Linked DNA regions of Sus scrofa: region 2 is linked to region 1. The links are chromatin contacts, called in public HiChIP or PLAC-seq maps. All regions are on one chromosome and are shown on one strand. The core of a region is the stretch at or near the end of the contact, and the rest is flanking DNA. Distances in the headings are between cores, read along the strand shown. Region 1 overlaps TBC1D4 (TBC1 domain family member 4). Region 2 overlaps LOC110255830 (a long non-coding RNA gene).

Region 1 (5,182 bases), core at 2,445-4,944:
CATCCCAAAGAACAAAATCCAAACGCCTGGGAATGGCATATAGATCCCTTCAGACTTTGGCATCGAGAACCTTGCCAGCTCCCAGGCTGCTCTCATCACACGGAATTTCTCAGAACTCCCTGACCCACAAAGTTCTAATGACTCTACAGCTTTTCTTTCTTTCTTTCTTTCTTTTTTTTTTTTTTTTTTTTTTTTTTGTCTTTTTTTTGCTATTTCTTGGGCCGCTCCCCGCGGCATATAGAGATTCCCAGGCTAGGGGTCTAATCGGAGCCATAGCCACCAGCCTACACCAAAGCCACAGCAACGCATGATCCGAGCCGCATCTGCAACCTGCACCACAGCTCATGGCAATGCCGGATCGTCAACCCACTGAGCAAGGGCAGGGACTGAACCCGCAACCTCATGGTTCCTAGTCGGATTCGTTAACCACTGCGCCACGACGGGAACTCCTCTACAGCTTTTCTAGTTCCTCTTTCGGAAAGACACTTTTCCCAGCAGTAAGTTTAAATAAATATCTAACTTTACTGTGAAGCTTTCTCGGACCACCCCAGGCAGAGTTAATTTCATCTCTAGAAATGCTTTTTCCTTGATTTTTTTGTCCCTTTATTAACTGATCTCTGCCCTACCCTTATTGTTTACTTCCTTAATAAACTATTTTTTTAATTTAAACGCATGCATAGAATACTTAGTACCCTTGGATTTTGGCTTTCTTGGTTTGAGAATTGCCCTCTAAACACCACTCCATTTTGATATGTTGGATTTTGACATTTTCTTCTTTCTGGTTTCTAGGAACACAGGTTTCAGTCTCCAAACACAAGTAATTTTTTAGTTGTCCTCTAATTCTTCCTCCCTTCCTTTTCCAGTGTGATTACAGAATACTGTATAAATAATCAGGATTGTCAGCAATTTATTCAAAACTCGTTATAGCTAAGTACATAACTAATTTTTAATTCTCCCATGTGTGCTAAAAATGAATGAATGTTCTCAATAAGTGGCGAGGTTCTATATAAATGTCTGATCAAGCTTATGCAACTGTGTTTTTCAAATACGATTCCTCTATATTTTATTTCCAGAGAGGAATATGTTAAAATCTCCCAGGAGAGCTATTTACTTATTCATTCATTTCTCCCCACAATTCTATAGAGTGTTATTTTCTAGCTCTCAAAGCTGTATAATTATGGGTGTTCTCGTCATTCTTAAATCTTTTTTGTTTATTCTTATATTTACTTTGCCCTTTTGGGCATTTTGCTTTAATTTCTTATTGGTCTAATGAGCAAAGGCAGCTGCTAGTGCTCTCTTTTTGCATATTTCTCTAGTGAATCTGGATCCATTTCTTTACTGTTCAACATTTCTACCTTCCTCTGTTCTGAGTGACTCGTAAAAAAAAAAAAAATGTTGCTTTTCTGATAATAAAAAGATCTATGACGTCTTTTCTAGCATTACGCTGGCTTCCCATACATTAGGGAGCAGGCCTCTTCCTCTTCACAGGTTTGGGGAAATCATATATTCACTCATTCATTTAATCGTTTGTTCACTCTTTTTTTTTTCTTTTGGTCTGTCTTTTTAGGGCCACACCCGCAGCATACGGAGGTTCCCAGGCTAGGGGTCCAGTCAGAGCTATAGCCGCCGGCCTACACCAGAGCCACAGCAACACCAGATCTGAGCCTCATCTGCAACCTACACCAAAGCTCACGGCAATGCCAGATCCTTAACCCACTGAAGGAGGCCAGGGATCGAACCCGCAACCTCATGGTTCCTAGTCAGATTCATTTCCGCTGTACCACGATGAGAATTCCTGTTTATTCATTCTTCACTCAACAAGCGTTTGCTGAATATCTGATAGGTTTTAATGATATCCGAGAGGTTAACCACTATATTGGATATAAAAAGAGAAATTATTTCTCCACTGCAACCACTTTAACATCTTTATACTAAAGCACCGAATTCCATCCCCTAATTTATGCTGCCAGGAAGGGAAAACCGTTTCCTGAGTACCACACGGACCCTGCTGCTGCATTGCTGACGGAGATTTGTTCATGGGCGAGGCAACCCTAAGAAAGATGCGCTGTCGCCAGGAAATTCGGCGAGGAGTGACGGGGGTTCCTCCAGTGTTTAGCGACTCATTGCTGCAGGTGGATGAGGTCCTTTTCCTCCCCTCTCCATCGCTGTAGGAAAGCACAAAAATATACAGCTTGTAAGGGGAACTGTATCACATGATCCTTCACAACCAAATGGTAGCACAAGCCATTCACAAGTTCCAGGACGGGCAAGCACAAGCCACAGGCACCATGGAGCACTGCATCCCTGGTCACCCAGGCCACCGCATCCTGGGACAGATGCGGTCCAGGCCACAGCTCAGTCATCAGAAGCTCACCTGTTTCTACTCATTCCACAGCAGCCCACCACTCCAAGTTCTAACCTGAGCAAAAGTAGTATTTATACAAAGGAGTGAAGGCTGGAGTTCCCGTAGTGGCACAGTGGTTAACGAATCTGACTAGGAACCATGAGGTTGCAGGTTCGATCCCTGGCCTTGCTCAGTGGGTTAAGGATCTGGCATTGCCATGAGCTGTGGTGTAGGTCACAGACGCAGCTCGGATCGCAAGTTGCTGTGGCTCTGGCGTCGGCCAGCAGCTACAGCTCCGATTGGACCCCTAGCCTGGGAACCTCCATATGCCGAGGGAGCGGCCCTAGAAAAGGCAAAAAAAAAGAAAAAAAGAAAAAAAAATGAGTAAAGGCTGATTAACTAATGAATCCATGCTTTGCTAAAAAAACCTAAAATTAGTAGTATATTCAAAACAATGTAAATATTTCAAGAAAGGCTCCTGAGGAGCTTTTCGTATAGCTCTTTTGGGATGGGCTAACAAGATAGCTTCTAGTCTTCTGTAACTGTTAACCATCTCCAAAGTGTTACCTACCCATAGCTGAATCACGACAGAAAGAAACCTGAACAAAGGCAGAATGGTCAACCTTGGGATTATTATTTCTGTTTTCTGGCTGCACCTGCATCATGCAGAAGTTCTCGGGCCAGGGATTTAACCCACGCCACAGCAGCGACCTGAGCCACTGCACTGTCAGTGTCAGATCCTTAACCTGCTGAGCCACACAGGAACTCCAACCATGGGATTATTGTGAGGTGATATATTAAAGAAAAAAGTGTGGCCAATAAGATTGGATAGGTTACATTTTAAAATATTAAACACAAAGTTTTTAATGGCTGTTGTGGCTCAGTGGGTTAGGGACCCAACCTTGTCTCTGTGACATATGGGTTTGTGCCCTGGCCTCACTCAGTGGGTTAAGAATCTGGCCTTGCTGCAAGTTGCAGCATAGATCTCACATGCAGCTTGGATCTGGTGTTGCTGTGGCTGTTGTGTAGGCCTCATCTGCAGCTCTCAACTGACCCCTAGCCTGAGAACTTCCAGATGCTGCAGGGGAAGCTGTAAAAATAAAAAATAAAATAAAATAAAATAATTAAACAGATTTCTTTAGAGCAAGACTACCTAGAGATTGTAATACGCTGGCATGTATTGTGACTCTCCAAAGGGAAATAGTATACAGAAATTTCCTAACTTAAATTATTTGACCCCAGAATCACCTTCCTTTTTTTTTTTTTTTTTTTTTTTCAGAAGGGTTGGCAGTTGGGGATGTCACATCTTTCTATGTTAGTGCTTTGTAAAACAAACATGCAGAAATGCTGCTCTGCTCTAAGAATTTCATTTCTAGGAAAGAGCACTCTAAATGACACTGGGGCTATCTGCAAGAAAAGGTCATTGGGGGAGAAAAAAAAAAAGGTCATTATGACTCAAACTTACTTTTGAAACCAACACTATCAGCAGTCAAAATACCATGCAATGACTATTGCTACTTGTGGTGGGAATATTTTACCCTTTGTAAATTTTGTTTGTTTGTTTTTCTTTTTAGAGCTGTACCTGCAGCATATGGAAGCTACTGGTCTAGGGGTCAAATCAGAGCTGCTGCTGAGGCCTATACAACAGCCACAGCAGTGCTAGATCCAAGCTGCATCTGTGACCCATGCCACAGCTCGCAGCAATGCCAGATCCTTAATTCACTGAATGAGGCCAGGGATCAAACCTGAATCCTCAAGGACACTATGCTGGGTTCTTTTAAGTTTTAAAGCCTTTGAGCTTTCCTGAGAGAATGATGAAGATAATATTTACAGGAGATGACACCAATGAGTGAAGGCACAGAACTTCTGATGGAGCCAGGAAGTGTTCGTAGTTAGGGCAGAAGTGAAATTCAGCTGGAAAAGCCATAGCCCTGCTCAGGTACCCAGAGGAACTCACTAGGGCGGAGGCAACCAAAAGTCAGAAAAGCAATTCAGCCCTCGTCTGTGATATGTTTATTTATTTTGTGTATCCACACTCACAGTTATCAGGTAATTCAGTTATTTCTAATCTTGGTATTTTCTGAAACTACTGCTTTGGGGTTAGCTAAATTAAGGTTAAGAAAAAGACATACTGGGAGCTCCTTCATGGCTCAGTGGTTAACAAACCTGACTAGGATCCATGAGGATAAGGGTTTGATCCCTGGCCTCGATCAGTGGGTAAAGGATCTGGTGTTGCCGTGAACTGTGGTATAGGTCAAAGACGCAGCTTGGATCTGGCATTGCTATGGCTCTGGCATAGGCTGGCAGCTACAGCTCCAACTGGACCCCTAGCCTGGGAACTTCCATATGCCACAGGTGCGGCCCTGAAAAGCAAAGAAAGAAGGAAAGAAGGAAGGAAGGAAGGGAGGGAGGGGGGAGGGAGGGAGGGAGGAAGGAAAGAAAGACAGACAGAGAAAGAAAGAGAAAGAAAGAAAGAAAGAAAGAAAGAAAGAAAGAAAGAAAGAAAGAAAGAAAGGGACATACCTTTGAGCTACTAAACAGACAGCAAGTGACATGCTCTATTATGATGCTTCAGAAAGTAGCTGATACACACATTCCAATATAGTCAAACCCACTTTGTTATGTATCCTGGATAAAGTTCTAACCCTCACATGTGTCCACGGTTCAAAACTCTGCAATACTGAATGAGTATGTCCACCTTCGCTTCCACTTTGGAAACCATTAACTCAAATATTTCCCTTTTGGGAACTATGACTCAAACATCCTATATATAATAGTTATACCCTAAAAAACACTCTTAATGTATCTTCATATGTGTAACACTACCTCACTGGCAGT
Region 2 (4,691 bases), core at 1,352-3,851, 1.5 Mb after region 1:
GGCATTCTGGTCCATGCTTCAGCTTCCTACAAGGGGTGAGATATCAGAGGAGCTCAGTACTCGTGGCTGGATTGAGCCTGTTCACTCAGGTGACCTCATGAAGGCATTTTCCCAGGAAGACCCTGTTGAGGTGGCCAGCTGGCCTCCTGATATTCCCCATCATTACTTCCTAATGGTAACTGGTCCCCAACATGCCAGAAGTCCATGGCTGCAGAGCAATTCCAGAGTCTTTCAGGAAAGTGCCCCCTGTCCATTGTAGGATATACATGCAGAATGTCACCCCCGGGACTAAAATGCAGTTTCTCAGCTGGTCAAAAAGCAGAACAAGGTAGGGACATGGGACCACCATACTCACCTAGGTCCACAGGTATGCACACCCTCACATGCTCACTCACACAATGTCCACAAAGAGGCAGAGACTGGAGATCCTGGACAAACAGGTACTGGAGATACAAAGACAAAAGATATGGAATCTCCCTGCCCTTTGCACTTTGGCACTTTGTATTAACCCGGCTTCCCCAGAGAAACGGAATCAATGGTGTGTGTGTGTGTGTGTGTGTGTGTGTGTGTGTGTGTGTGTGTGTGTGATTAGAATTAATACAAACGAGAGAGGGGGAGATTTTACAGAGCTGGTCATGTGATAGTTCAGGCTAGCAACTGTGTAATCTGCAGGCTGGAGACCCAAAGAAGAGCTGATGTTGAAGTCTTGATTTTGAACAGCAGTCTGGAGCAGAATTCCTTCCTCCTTGAGTGATCTCAGTTTTTTTCTCTTAAGGCTTCCAACTGATTGGCTGAGGCCCATTATGGAGGGTAAACTGCTTTACTCAAAGTCCACTGACTTAAATGTTATCACATCTGAAAAATACCTCCTAAGCAACATCTAGATTGGTGTTTGACCAAACTACTGGATACCATAGCCAAGTTGACACATAACATTAACCACCATAGGTTTTTTGTTGGTTTTTTTTGTTTGTTTGTTTTGTCTTTTTAGGGCCACACCCACGGCATATGGAGGTTCCTAGGCTAGGGGTTGAATCAGAGCTGCATCTGCCAGCCTACACCACAGGCACAGCAATGCCTGATCCAAGCTGCATCTGTGACCTACACCACAGCTCACGGTAACACCGGATCCTTAGCCTACAGAGCAAGGCCAGGGATTGAACCTGTGTCCTCACGGGTACTAGTCAGATTCCTTTCCTCTGAGCCATGATGGGAATTCCAACCATTATAGGTTTATAGTGCATTATGTCCCACAGACCCAGATAGAGCTGTTTCCAGATTCCCCTCCATCCTAATCATCTCGCCCCCAAAACCACCTCCACCATCTCTCTCTCTCACACACACACACACACAGTTTTTTATCATTGAAAAAAGTGCAGGATGTTTTCTAAAATAATCTGTTGCCTGTGAACTCTTCCCTATAATTCTTTACCACCAGACTTGCTAACCTTGGTAGGAAGCTTCCAGAGGAGGGAGATGCAAATAAATTTTCAAGGCCTTTTGGATTCCCTCAGAAAACTCAGATCAGAAGGCACACCTACCTAGAGGCGTTAGTGATTCCTTGGCTGGAAAAGAAGGCAGGTGGGAAAGAAGGAAGGAGGGAGGGAGGGAAGGGGGGAGGGTGAGAAATTAAGCCCACTGGCCTCCAAATCCCCCTCCTACTACTCTTGCCAATTTCTTTTTTTTTTTTTTTTTTTTTTTTTGTCTTTTTGCTATTTCTTGGGCCGCTCCCGCAGCATATGGAGGTTCCCAGGCTAGGGGTCCAATTGGAGCTGTAGCCACCAGCCTACGCCAGAGCCACAGCAACACGGGATCCGAGCCCTGTCTGCAACCTACACCACAGCTCATGGCAACGCCGAATCGTCAACCCACTGAGCAAGGCCAGGGATCAAACCCACAACCTCATGGTTCCTAGTCGGATTTATTAACCACTGCGCCACGACAGGAACTCCCCTACTCTTCCCAATTTTTGCCAGTAGGAAGACTCCACTCCCACCACAGAGCAAGCCATAAAAACATGAGGTCCAAGACTTGCCCTTTCCTTGGTGGCAGGGAGAAGCTGAGAAAGAGAAGCTGGCTCTCATGGGCCCCTGAGCCAGACTTCCCTCCCCCTACCCTGTTATCTGAATCCCTTCACCAAAGCCCAAGGCCTGCTTGTTCTGTGGAACTTGCTGAGCACTTTTCTCCCCTCCACACAGAAGACTCTTGATTTTGACCATTCCTTTTCCCATTTTTCACCCATCTGAGAACAAGACAAATTTAAGTTGGTGGAAAAAAAGAATACCACTGATTCAGAAATGATGCTATAATCAGAGAGTATTAAAACCTTTGCAAATTAGATTTTGTTATGTTAAACTGCAGAAAAAGGAGACTGTGCTTTGTGAATTACAGAGGGAGGAAGGAAAGGAGCAAGGCTAAGAATTCCACAAAGCAGAACCTAAGTAGTCATAAGGAAAATACCAAGTGTCAGAAAAATCAGAAGAGGTAATGTTAATTCTAAATATTTTTCCAACAATGTTTTGAGGAAATACTAAGATGTTGAAATGCATGGCTAATGTGTATATTTTGAATGAATCATGACAGCTATTTCAACTGACAGGAATTTTTCTCTCACTGAAACATGACGACAGTGAGTTCCCCTATTTGTTGTCATGCTGCTGACACCCAGAGTCCATGTTTTTTTCATGTAGTAAACTTGGAGGGTACAGAGCTCATCCATCCCCCCCGACTGACAAGGCTGATGTGTTTGGAGCCTAAAATGTAAAACCCAGGGATGTCTGATCACCCTGTGCTATAAGGTACCATCATGTCTTCATAGAGCAAATGCTAAAAGGCCAACGACATAAAGGTCATTTATGGAAAGCAAAATACGAATATAGTCAAATGCATCTAGTAGAGCATCTGGTGGATGCAGGCATCTGGGTACCAGGGAGATAGGAGATTTCCTGGGGCAAGGACAGTGGCTCTTCCACAGTCTGGGCAAAGCAGCTCTCAGCCTGCTCCTCTGCTATGACCATCGCTAATTTGCCTTCTTGACAGAGAAAAAGGGCTTGAGTAGCAGACTCTATGGAATTCTAATCAATGTAAATTAACAAATTAGCATTCTGGGAGTTCCCGTCGTGGCGCAGTGGTTAACGAATCCAACTAGGAACCATGAGGTTGCGGGTTCCATCCCTGCCCTTGCTCAGTGGGTTAACGATCCGGCGTTGCCCTGAGCTGTGGTGTAGGTCGCAGACGCGGCTCGGATCCCGCATTGCTGTGGCTCTGGCGTAGGCTGGTGGCTACGGCTCCGATTCGACCCCTAGCCTGGGAACCTCCATATGCCGCCAAAGCGGCCCAAGAAATGGCAAAAAGACAAAAATAAATAAATAAGTAAAAAAACAAAAAACAAACAAAAAAAAACAAATTAGTATTCTGATTGACTCTTTGTTCTCAAATTATTTGGGTTAGTGAGAGTCAGTCCCCAAGACTCTAGTCAACTTTGGATGCATCGATAAAAATCAAGACCTGCAAAACTGATAGCCAGTCCTATGAATGTGCTCAGTACCAATAGGGGCCCATAGCTGATGGTTCTGTGAGGCCCAGCCTCAACTTTCAGTTGGTATCTCTTTGTTCTCTCTCTTCCTGCTAATTTCATAAAGTTAAGTTTTAGAATTCTAGTTTATCAGCCAGGAAGAATATGTGCAAATGAAAGACAGGGGATAAAATCATTGAGACATCAGTAAAATATCCTGCTTAATGTTCTATGCTTAATGGAATAGAGCAGTCAAAGCCACATGGAACATGAAAAATAAGTAAAAAAAAAAAAAATAAAAGTCAATGATGATAATTCTTGGGAGAAGATCATCACACCTTATAAGCCAAGACAAATAATGTGCAGCACACTCGTGGTCCCCGAGTTTGTGGTCCCCCTCTGTTGACTAAGTGATCACACAGATCCCACAAGACCCCACCACCCCCACCATGACTGATTAGCCCAGCAACGGACATTGATCCAAGGAAAGCAATCTAGAGCCCGCCAGTGGTCTGGTGGTGATTTAATCCAAAATTTCTACTGAAGTGAGATGTCAGTGAAAAAACTTGAAGTTCTCTCTGTAGGTTCTGTGGCCTATATATATATTTTTTTAATCTTTAAACTATAATATGCAAGCATGGCTGACCATGTTAGCCCTGTTTTTACACCCTGACCAGTACCTCTCACCTAAGCTGAGTTTAAGAGCTTCCTTAAGATCTGACCAGGGAGGAGGCCCCTTGGTCTCCAAGCCTAAGGGTCATCATCTAGATTGGGGGATTGAGGGACAGACGAGCATCCACCGCAGACAGAGTGATACTGCCGTCAAGAGTCATGTCCCAATAACTGTGACCAGTCTGATTCACCTGGAATTCATAATGAATAAACATAAGGAAAACCAAGAGCATGAAGGAAAGGTACCAGATGATGAAGTATTGTGAATGATTCCAGAAGAAACAGGAAAAAATGTTCTAATTTTAAAGTAATTTTCTCATAGAAAATTAAATTACAGTATTCATAAAAGTAGAAGATGCTATTATGGAAAACATTAACCAGAGAACAAAGAAAATTAAAATAATAAAAATAAAAATACGTTCTAATAAAATAAAAAACAATTCTTGCCAAAATAAGAAACTCATTTAAAGAGTTGAATAGCAGAACAGGCACAACTGAAGACCAA

The links. HiChIP or PLAC-seq counts read pairs in DNA pulled down with a chosen protein or histone mark.
Region 2: an H3K27ac HiChIP or PLAC-seq map of alveolar macrophages shows a contact between it and region 1. The contact joins two enhancer-like sites. A contact is called at or near these places in 1 of 47 Hi-C or Micro-C datasets (embryonic fibroblasts) and 1 of 2 datasets of contacts at active chromatin or transcription factors (alveolar macrophages).

What each region holds. Positions count from the first base shown.
Region 1 is chr11:47,575,792-47,580,973 of Sscrofa11.1, forward strand. It overlaps TBC1D4 (TBC1 domain family member 4), which reads right to left. Exons shown (of 20, transcript XM_021065670.1): 12 at 2,005-2,165. Among named protein-coding and RNA genes, the nearest start is that of TBC1D4, 180 kb to the right of the region's middle. Within about 2 kb of position 3,695, at least 1 of the 83 cell types and tissues checked has an H3K27ac peak or open chromatin away from gene starts, as enhancers often do. A contact at or near this core is called in alveolar macrophages, where this site is marked.
Region 2 is chr11:49,067,165-49,071,855 of Sscrofa11.1, forward strand. All of the region lies in intron 3 of LOC110255830 (a long non-coding RNA gene), which reads right to left. Among named protein-coding and RNA genes, the nearest start is that of ACOD1, 7.6 kb to the right of the region's middle. Within about 2 kb of position 2,602, at least 1 of the 83 cell types and tissues checked has an H3K27ac peak or open chromatin away from gene starts, as enhancers often do. A contact at or near this core is called in alveolar macrophages, where this site is marked.